Linked DNA regions of Sus scrofa: regions 1 and 3 are each linked to region 2. The links are chromatin contacts, called in public HiChIP or PLAC-seq maps. All regions are on one chromosome and are shown on one strand. The core of a region is the stretch at or near the end of the contact, and the rest is flanking DNA. Distances in the headings are between cores, read along the strand shown. Region 1 has its middle 110 kb from the start of WDR64. Region 2 overlaps DISP1 (protein dispatched homolog 1). Region 3 overlaps DISP1 (protein dispatched homolog 1).

The links. HiChIP or PLAC-seq counts read pairs in DNA pulled down with a chosen protein or histone mark.
Region 1: a contact with region 2 is called in an H3K27ac HiChIP or PLAC-seq map of skeletal muscle. The contact joins two enhancer-like sites. A contact is called at or near these places in 1 of 47 Hi-C or Micro-C datasets (epiblast stem cells) and 2 of 2 datasets of contacts at active chromatin or transcription factors (alveolar macrophages and skeletal muscle).
Region 3: a contact with region 2 is called in an H3K27ac HiChIP or PLAC-seq map of alveolar macrophages. The contact joins two enhancer-like sites. A contact is called at or near these places in 2 of 2 datasets of contacts at active chromatin or transcription factors (alveolar macrophages and skeletal muscle).

Annotation. Positions count from the first base shown.
Region 1 is chr10:11,725,946-11,729,042 of Sscrofa11.1, reverse strand. No RefSeq gene overlaps it. Among named protein-coding and RNA genes, the nearest start is that of WDR64, 110 kb to the left of the region's middle. Within about 2 kb of position 1,657, at least 5 of the 83 cell types and tissues checked have an H3K27ac peak or open chromatin away from gene starts, as enhancers often do. A contact at or near this core is called in skeletal muscle, where this site is marked.
Region 2 is chr10:11,552,877-11,555,801 of Sscrofa11.1, reverse strand. The region is part of intron 1 of DISP1 (protein dispatched homolog 1); the gene reads right to left. Among named protein-coding and RNA genes, the nearest start is that of DISP1, 28 kb to the right of the region's middle. Within about 2 kb of position 1,576, at least 22 of the 83 cell types and tissues checked have an H3K27ac peak or open chromatin away from gene starts, as enhancers often do. A contact at or near this core is called in alveolar macrophages and skeletal muscle, where this site is marked.
Region 3 is chr10:11,701,369-11,704,287 of Sscrofa11.1, reverse strand. All of the region lies in intron 7 of DISP1 (protein dispatched homolog 1), which reads right to left. Among named protein-coding and RNA genes, the nearest start is that of WDR64, 130 kb to the left of the region's middle. Within about 2 kb of position 1,332, at least 1 of the 83 cell types and tissues checked has an H3K27ac peak or open chromatin away from gene starts, as enhancers often do. A contact at or near this core is called in alveolar macrophages, where this site is marked.

The sequences.
Region 1 (3,097 bases), core at 408-2,907, 170 kb before region 2:
CTTCCAGGTAACTTTTTCTTCTATTTATAAATAATTTCTTTTCAGTTCTGTCTTTAAATTCCCTTGGCTATTTCATTTTTACTTCTAGAATTATTTTCTTTCACATTTGACCTGGTATTTCTTTCAATATATTAACTTTGTTCATTTCTCATATTTTCAATTCTACTTTTAATCCCTACAATAGTGTTTTAAAATTAGCTTCTTGCTCAATATCCTTTTTTAAAAAATTTTTTTATTTTTTGGCCACACCTGTGCTATGTGGAATTTCCCAAGCCAGGGATGGACCCGAGCCACAGCAATAACAGTGCTTATCTGTGAGGCCACCAGGGAACTCCCATTCCTGTAATAAGTTAATGCATTTCTATTTTAGAGTCTATATCTGATCATTCTAATATCTGGTTTTCTTGGAGATTTAATTCTTCTGAGTGTTGTTGCTGATGATTCTTGTCCTTGGTGGCTTATGGCTGTAGGGTAAGTGTTTTGAGTTCACATATTTAGGCTTTTCCCCAGGGGACTGTTGGCCTGGGGTGAAAGCCTCATCTTTCAGAGGGAGGTATTTGTTTCTATCAGGCACCCATGAGCACCTCCCAACATTTGCCATTTGGGTCTAGTTCTTAGAGATTACTGGGCCACAACTCCTCTTTTCCTCATTTCTTAATGAGTGGAGTCTTTCTTTATATTAATTCTCAACTTGAAAAATGTATGCTTTAACCATGTGTATTCACTGATTTGATTCCTCCAGCATGAGAGAACTGGAAATAAGCTAACTAACCCCTGCAGGAGACTGGTTGCATAAATCATGGTATAGCCGTTGGATGCCACACTGGTCAGTCACTGGAAAAGTAAGATGGATCGGTGTATGCCAATGTGGAACGCCCTGAAAAGCACATAAAAAAAGGATGCAGAAGAGCCTTTTAATTTACTGACATCTACATGTTAAAATGTTTTTATAAATGTAATGGGTGGCATTGTATTATATTCCAATGGTACCTATAATATTATATAAATGTGACATATGTGTATATATACTGTACGTTACCCTTATGCGTAGTTGTTTCTGCATGAACAGTTTCTGGAAGGATGCTTGTTATTGATCGTTAACTCTGGGTAATGACACTGAATAGCTGTGGGACATTTGACCGAATTGGCTTTCTAACACGAGAACATATATTGTTTCAACCTAGGAGTTTTTGTTCATTTTATTTGTTTAAAGATGGCAGGATGAGCGAAGAAACATCAAAAGAGAAGAGAGACCCATTTCACGACTAGGTTGTGTGGTTGCTTCAGTCCTACATTCAAAGCCAGTAACGACATGTAGAATGGGTACCAAAGGAACAATTATACTGCATCTCAGGGGAGCACCTGCTACCTGTACCCCCACCCTGGCCCTGCCCCACCCAAGCCTGCTTATCAATAGATCTCACAAGACAGTGAGAACAGGAGGCAGGACCTGTTTTCTCCCCCTCAGGGGAAGACGAAGCTGAGCCCAGGCCAAGCCCCAAATCTTGAGGGAGCCAACCGGGCACAGGTGCCATGGTTTGTTGCAGCTCCACCCGGACGAACACCTCACTTGGGGCTTTAAGAACAGCTGAGAGCGGGCCCTGCCCTGCCGGTTACCTCATGTGACCAGGGCAAGTCTTGCTTCCTGCGTAGCCTTAAGCACCCTTCCACTCGAAGCTGGACATCAGAGAGCTCTCAGCATACTCTAAATTCCCGCGGAGCTGCCAGGCTTAATGTGTGCCTTCAGGACAAAATTAACCCCCTGACCTTCTCAAGCCTGGTCAGATGCCAGTGAAGAGTGTGTCAAAACCAGCCGTAATAAAGCACAGCCTCTGGGCACGTGGCAGCAAGCCGACCGATGCGTCCTCTGCCTGCCTGCTCCTACCCAGGCTTCCCCAAGGGTCCTGCATTCCTTCCTCCAGGAGAAGACAGAGTGTTAGGGGACAGAGGCTGCAGGTCCCCGTGCCCCTCCCCTGCTTCATTAAGAACGACCTCTTAGGAATTCCTGTCGTGGCGCAGTGGAAACAAAGCCGACTAGGAACCACGAGGTTGCGGGTTTGATCCCTGGCCTCACCCCGTGGGTTATGCTGTGAGCTGTGGTGTAGGTTGCTGACGCAGCTCAGATCCTGTATTGCTGTGGCTGTACTGTAGGCCAGCAGCTGAAGCTCTGATTTGACCCCTAGCCTGGGAACCTCCATGTGCTGCAGGTGCGGCCCTTAAAAAGGACAAAACAAAGCAAAACAAAACAAAATGCCCTCTTAGGAAAACTGCTAAGGAAATTAAGTCTCCTGTTATTTCCATTTGGTGAGGTCCCTGTCCAGGTTTTAGCAGCGTTGGGGTTTGCTCAAGGTCAAAGCCCCAGACGTCATCCTTGCCGTCTTTGGGTCTCACCTCCCACATCCAATTCATTTGCAATCTCATCAGCTCTAGGTCCAAAGGACTTCCCGGGTGTGTGTCCTTCTCCCCATGTCACTGTCACTACCTTAGTCCACGTCACCTGTCCTCTCTCTCTGCCCTGCGATCACATCTCTCCCAACGGCCAAAGCAAACCTTCAAACAGGAAAGTCAAGGTAAGTCAGAGCAGGTCCCTCTCACCGTCAAAGCCCTCTAAGAGCTTCCCCAGACCCTGGGTGTTCACAGCTCCCACCTGCCGCCCTTCTGCCTCCCTCCAGCCCTGTCCCCTCCTGCCCGGCCCTTGCTTATGACTCTCCAGCAACGCACTGGACCCTTTCTGATCCCTGAGCCTGACAGGTGTGTCCCAGGTCCTGCCCTGCTCTTTTGGGCCCCTTTCCATGCCTGGCTGCTTGTCCTGGTTCCAGTCTCAGCCCAGTCACCTCCCCAGGAAAGGCCCTCCTGGCCACACTCTCTGGTCCCCTGCTGCTCCCCGCCCCCCATTTCCCAGTGTTCTCCCCCTCGAGGCCTCAGCACTCTCTGCCCTTGGCGCGTTCTGTCATTCCCCTGTGTGTCCATCCGAGCTCCCTGACGGCGGGAACCTGTGCTGGCGGCTCCTTGTTCACCTTTGGGTCCTGGAGGGCTGGGGTAGGGCCCGTCACACCATGGACATTGGTTCAGTGAGTGGGTCGTCTTTCCAGAGGGG
Region 2 (2,925 bases), core at 327-2,826:
AGCTCAGATCTGGCATTGCTGTGGCTGTGATGCAGGCCAGCAGCTATAGCTCTGATTCGACTCCTAGCCTGGGAACCTCCATATGCCACGGGTGCGGCCCTAAAAGGACAAAAAAACAAAAAATAAACAAATAAAAATAAAAAATAGAAACAATAAAACATGTCTGAGCCATACCAGGGGGGGACAAAAGGAGAACATGTCAATTATAACAAGCTGTGGATGTTTTTAACAAAAACCTTTAGCTTATTTAAACCAGAAAACAGGCTACAAGAAGGAACACAAGTAAAGCCTCTACCAGCCTTTATGTTTTCTAATGAAATACTTCCTCATCAGAAAATTTTTATAGGAGGTTAAAAAGGAGAGGCATGCGAAGGCATTCCAAAATTCCAGAGAAGGGATTTCCTTGAGAAAATATTACTACATATTAGAACATGCACAAGTGTGCCAGGAAACTGGGAAAAGTATCTCAGCTGTACCGTGCTGGGCTGGCATCATACAGAAACTAACAGCCACACTGGTCTAGAAATGTTAAACACAATTTCTTTTTTTCCATTTGTACAGGGGTAACGCAGTGTATTAAATATGGAAGGTCTTATCTACATGGGTTTGATTACAGAAACTAATAAAGTATTCCCTAAATAATGAAGGAAAAAAAAACAAGTGTGCCAGGAAACCTACTGATTATACCCAGAAGTACTGAGGCAAACTTAAGACTTAGCGAGTGTAACTTGCACTTGGCAGGGAAGGGAAGAAGGCATGAGGGCATTCTTGGCACTGGCCTGCTAAGGGGTACAGATTCTGAGAGGGGCCAGTAAGAAGAGGGTGCACCCAGCACCTCTGAAAAGTACGCTTCCAACAGATTCAGACCTCCGCATCTAGGCTCATGGTCCCCAGAGGAGCCTCGGGCTATCTGAATCAAGAGAAGGAAACTAGATTAGGGCAGGCCCTACCCTGCCGTCATCCTCAACGTGAATCAGGAGTCCTCACCGTGGCTCAGCAGTAACGAACTCGACTAGGATCCATGAGGACATGGGTTTGATCCCTGGCCTCACTCAGTGGGTTAAGGATCCAGTGTTGAATGAGCTGTAGTGTAGGTCACTGACGTGGCTCGGATCCCGTGTGACTGTGGCTGTGGTGTAGGCCGGCGGCTACAGCTCCGATTCGACCCCTAGCCTGGGAACCTCCATATGCCGCAGGTGTGCCCGTAAAAAGCAAAAAAAGAAAAGAAAAGTCAAAAGAAATTGACTAACTTGCCCAATTACATACAGCCACATGTAACAGAGCTAGGATATGAGTCAATAGTTTGCTTTCAGGAGAACTAATTTGAAGGATATATTTAACTTACAAAAAATAATCACAGGAGCATGTCTTTAAAAATGCGTCCTAACTACCACCTATCAGCATGAGAACACTATTTACAGCCCTAAGAACCATAGGAAGGGCAGCATTTGGAAAGTACGCCCCCTGGAGGGCAAGTCGGCTCGGGCCTCGCCACGTGGCCGGGACAGACTATCTCTAGAGAGGCCGGGTGGTCCACGGCCGGACCCAGACCAAACTCCTTTTCTGAATTCTCCATTCAACTGCTAAGCCTACCTCTGCCTCGCTTCTACCCAAACCTTCTTCTCCTCAGCATGTGTGTCCTCAGGATGCCCAGCTGCCAGCTGCCCCCTTCATCGCAGGCAGGCAGCCAACGGGGAGGGAAGCCCCCGCCCCCTGCGGCCTCCCCGCCTCACTTTAGGGACCAGCCTGCAAAGGGGGGGCTTCTCTCTGCAGCCACAGACCAGGCACTAGGCTCTGCCACACCTTTTCCTTCTGGCTGGAGAAGGAACAAGCAAACTTCGGAGGAAGTGGGGAAATTGAAAATAAATGGTACAAAGTGCTTCAACTCAGAAACAGAGAACATGAAATAAACACGGTTCTGTAGAAAGGCTGGCACAACATGGTACAATGAACAAGGCCCTGCCGTCAGAGCTGTCACCACCTCAGGACTCGAGCCTTAACTCTGCAGGTACTTGTGACAGACACACTGCCTGCCTCCCAAGGCTCCCATCGACCGATGACACGTCCCATTCACACAGCTCTTCCGAACTTTCTAAAATCCTCTCTTGGCGTCTCATTTAAACCTCACTGCCAACAACCTGCAGCAGAAGTAACTAGCCCTCCCTTTAGTAAAGAGAAACAGAGTAAGACAAACAACGTGTTTTGCACAGAGTGACACAAACAGGAAGAGGAAAAGCCAAGAATCGGGCCCAGGGCCTCAGGCTCCAATTCTACTTCCTGAACAGTCTCTGGGGCGAGCTCTGGTTTCTGTCAAGTGAATTTAGAGCCCGATTCACAACATCTGAAATGAAATGAATGCCTCATAATTCACACATCACATCGTAGTTTCTCACAGTCACGGCAAAGCAGTGGTCAGGTGAGAAACGTGGTCAACAAAGGCCCACAGTGGTGAAGACCGAGGCACAGCAGCGGGCCTGGCCTTTCCTACCCCCGTCGCCTTGGGCCCAGCCCTCCTGCCCCGCTACCAGTCCCGCCCAGTAGTCTAAATACGTCCCTAAATCATCCAACAGAGTCAGAGATCAAAGGTAGTTTACGGTCAGAAAAAGCAGGGTACAAGAGGGTAGCTACGGGCTCTCCAAATAGTAAATACTGTCAACCCAGAGCCCATGAAGCGTCCTTGAACAAAAGACGCTCACCGACGGCCCTGCGACAGCCGAGAACCCTAGCGCTCCAGCGAAGGCCTGTTCTCAGACAGGGATCTACTCCACTCCCAGTCTGTGACAGGCTGTGAAAGCCGAGATTCTGCTACTCAGCATGCTTTCCAAACTCACTTTCCTGATGAAGAAAACAGCAGTGACAAAACAAATAAACACCCATCTACCTTGTTTTTGTGAAAACGATTCCCCACTCCCTGTGGTACGGGTA
Region 3 (2,919 bases), core at 83-2,582, 150 kb before region 2:
AGCAGAGAATCCTGTCCTTGAATAACCTTTTCAAATAACTGCAGGTTTTCTAAATGTGGGTATGTGACCGAAGATTAAAAAGCTGGACATGACAAACACAAGCCAAATACTACTTTGATAGCTGCTCTCAAAAATAAACGCTAATCAGCCTCTGGAGGGCTGGTCCTCGCATTGAAAGGTGATGCTGGCTAATGTACAACCTCTGGGAAATAGCTTTTAAAATTTTTATTTTCTTTTTTTTTTTTTTTTTTGCTTTTTAGGGCCTCATGTGCAGCATATCGAAGTTCCCAGGCTAGGGATTCAATTGGAGCTGCAGCTGCCGGCCTACACCACAGCCACAGCAACGCCGGATACAAGCCACATCTTCAACCTACACGACAGCTCATGGCAACTCGGGATCCTTAACTCATAGAGCGAGGCCAGGGATCAAACCTGCATCTTCATGGATACTAGTCGGTTTTGTTACTGCTGAGTCACGACGGGAACTCCATGAGAGCAATTTCTTCCTAACTGTTCTGAGGAATATAGACCTTTTCATTCTGGGTGCGCAAAGACGAGGAGTTTTAGGGCCTGATTCTGCTTCTACGGTGACAACCATACCCCTTCCCGCATCCCCGACGCAGACAGTAGTAGGGGCGGAGTTGGCATAAAGTAGGAGGGACAGGAGAGGAGAGAAAAGAACAGCGGCAGAGCTTCAAGCGATTCCTTCACTTTAAAACTAACAGCCAGGCTGGAGATACGTTAAGAGCTGAGAAAAGAGGAAAGGGAAGAAAACCAGGCCCTTAATCCCGGGTTCAGTCAACTGCTGGGCTCTGCTTCCCTTTGTGACCTCGTTCCTCAGGGGTCAAAGGTGAAGGGAGCCTAGAGAGGAAAGAAAAAGCAAGGACTCCACAGCTCTCCTAAGACACATCTCTGGGGTCCTCTAAGTTTTGGGGGGAATAGTCCAGCTGTACCCAAAAGCTGCCTAGTGGAGTTCCCCGGTGGCTCAGCTGGTTAAGGATCAGGCGTTTGCACTGCTGTGGTGCAGGTGTGATCCTTGGCCTGGGAACTTCTGCATGCCCCAGGGGCAGCCAAATAAATAATTTAAAAAAACTATCCTAGAAAAAAGGGTCTTAGGCATCAAATTTCAGATTCTGTCTACAAGCTGATTCCTCTGAGCTGCAACGTCCACACTGTGCAAAGCCTAAGACAGGGTGACGGGCTCCAGCAGAGTCAAGATCACAGGAACACGTATCTTGTGACTAATGACTCTGCCAGCACCTCCCGTAGGAAGGTCAAAGCCGAGGGGAAAAGGGCAGTCAACGGAGGCTCCTTTTGAGATGGTCTGAGCAAACCAGCCTCTGTGACAACCAGAAACGGAAGCTCTGGGCATTGGGGAAGCGACGCCCGCTGAATGGTGAGCATGAGCGGCCTGTAATTTCAGTAGCTCTGGAGTTGGGACTCAAGGTGCTGTAAGCGCCGGCAGGTGACCCTGAAACAGCCGTCTCTGCACTACTACGCTGATTCCCAGGCATTTTCTGGCGTCGAACCACCACACCTGAGCTCTCCGGCTCTGAATCACTTGCTGTGTGTGCCATCCCACTCAATACTGTCAGTAACCAAGGGCTTGGGAATGCCAGCTGGGAGGGGTCGGGCGAGGGAAGGACCTCGGACTGCCACAACACAGGCGGGTCCTATAAGGCTCCTGAGCCGGGAGAGCCAACAAGACACAGTCACCATCCGAACTCCAAACCGTTAACCAGTCGTTGTTTAGGACATCCCTGAATATCCTGTCTCCAGGAGAAACATCGATTATTCTGGGCTCGTAGCCGAGTTCGAGACTAGAATATAAGAGCATTTGCCATTAGCGAAAATAGTAGTTAACTTCAAAAGTTAAAATTACGACCATGCTCCCTGAGGTGGAATTTTGGGGCCTTGATTCTGTGTAATCATTAATTGGTGTGTATCTGTCATTGGCTTGACCATGCCTTCAGACTCTCCCTCAGATTTTCACAGGAGGACCAAAAATTGCTGTATTCTTGCCAGGGATGGGACTTGAACTCACAGCTATCCAATCCTAACGAGCCCAGTAGAGGATAAAACCCAGCAGAGTACATGGCTTCTTTCTGATGGTCTAAATTTTGCCAATTCATCAAGCCAAACCCTTAGACACTACACATTTAGATGCCATTGACGTCTCCTCTGTAGAAATGTGTCTGTGGTCCTGCTTTCCTGCCACCAGCCTACCTGAGGGTTTACAGATCAGCTGAGATTCAGTCCTGCTGTTTCCTCGCAACAACATGTGTCTTTTATGACGCCCGTGGGAATGATCCTTTCCTGAATGAGAAAGATGGGCTTCTTCGAAAAACAAATTTGTTACCCGACTCAAATGACTTTTGTCTCTGAGTACAAACTCCTTTTTGCTCTGGCTGTCGGGGAGGCTACGACTGGTTTGGAGCCACCACTCAAACATACAAGCTTCTAGGGTGTGCGTTCCCGTGTTAACTCTCGTCCTGAGCTTTCTTATTTCCCCCTGTTATTTTCCCTTCATGAAATTCATTCAACTCATTTATCTAATCCTTTCTGTTATGCCTTTTTGTAAGCTACCTACTGATTTTTATCATCTGCTAAGTGTGTATATACACATATATAAAATTATATATAAAACAAGACATGGCACAGTACTGCTTACTGGCTTTTCAGTCTTTGAGTCCATTAAGTCTTACATGTACTCATAGAATAAACTGCTAGCTCTTAAAAAAAAAAAAGGTACTTATTCTAGGCCATGATGAGTCTCTGAGGTTGAGTTGAGTGGGAAATGGCAAATACAGTAAAACCAGACAAAACAAAAATGGGAGGGGGGGGCAGTAATACGTATTATGGAAGCATGAAGAACGGTGGACAGAGGCACAGACTCTGGAATTGGATTTGGCTGGGTTC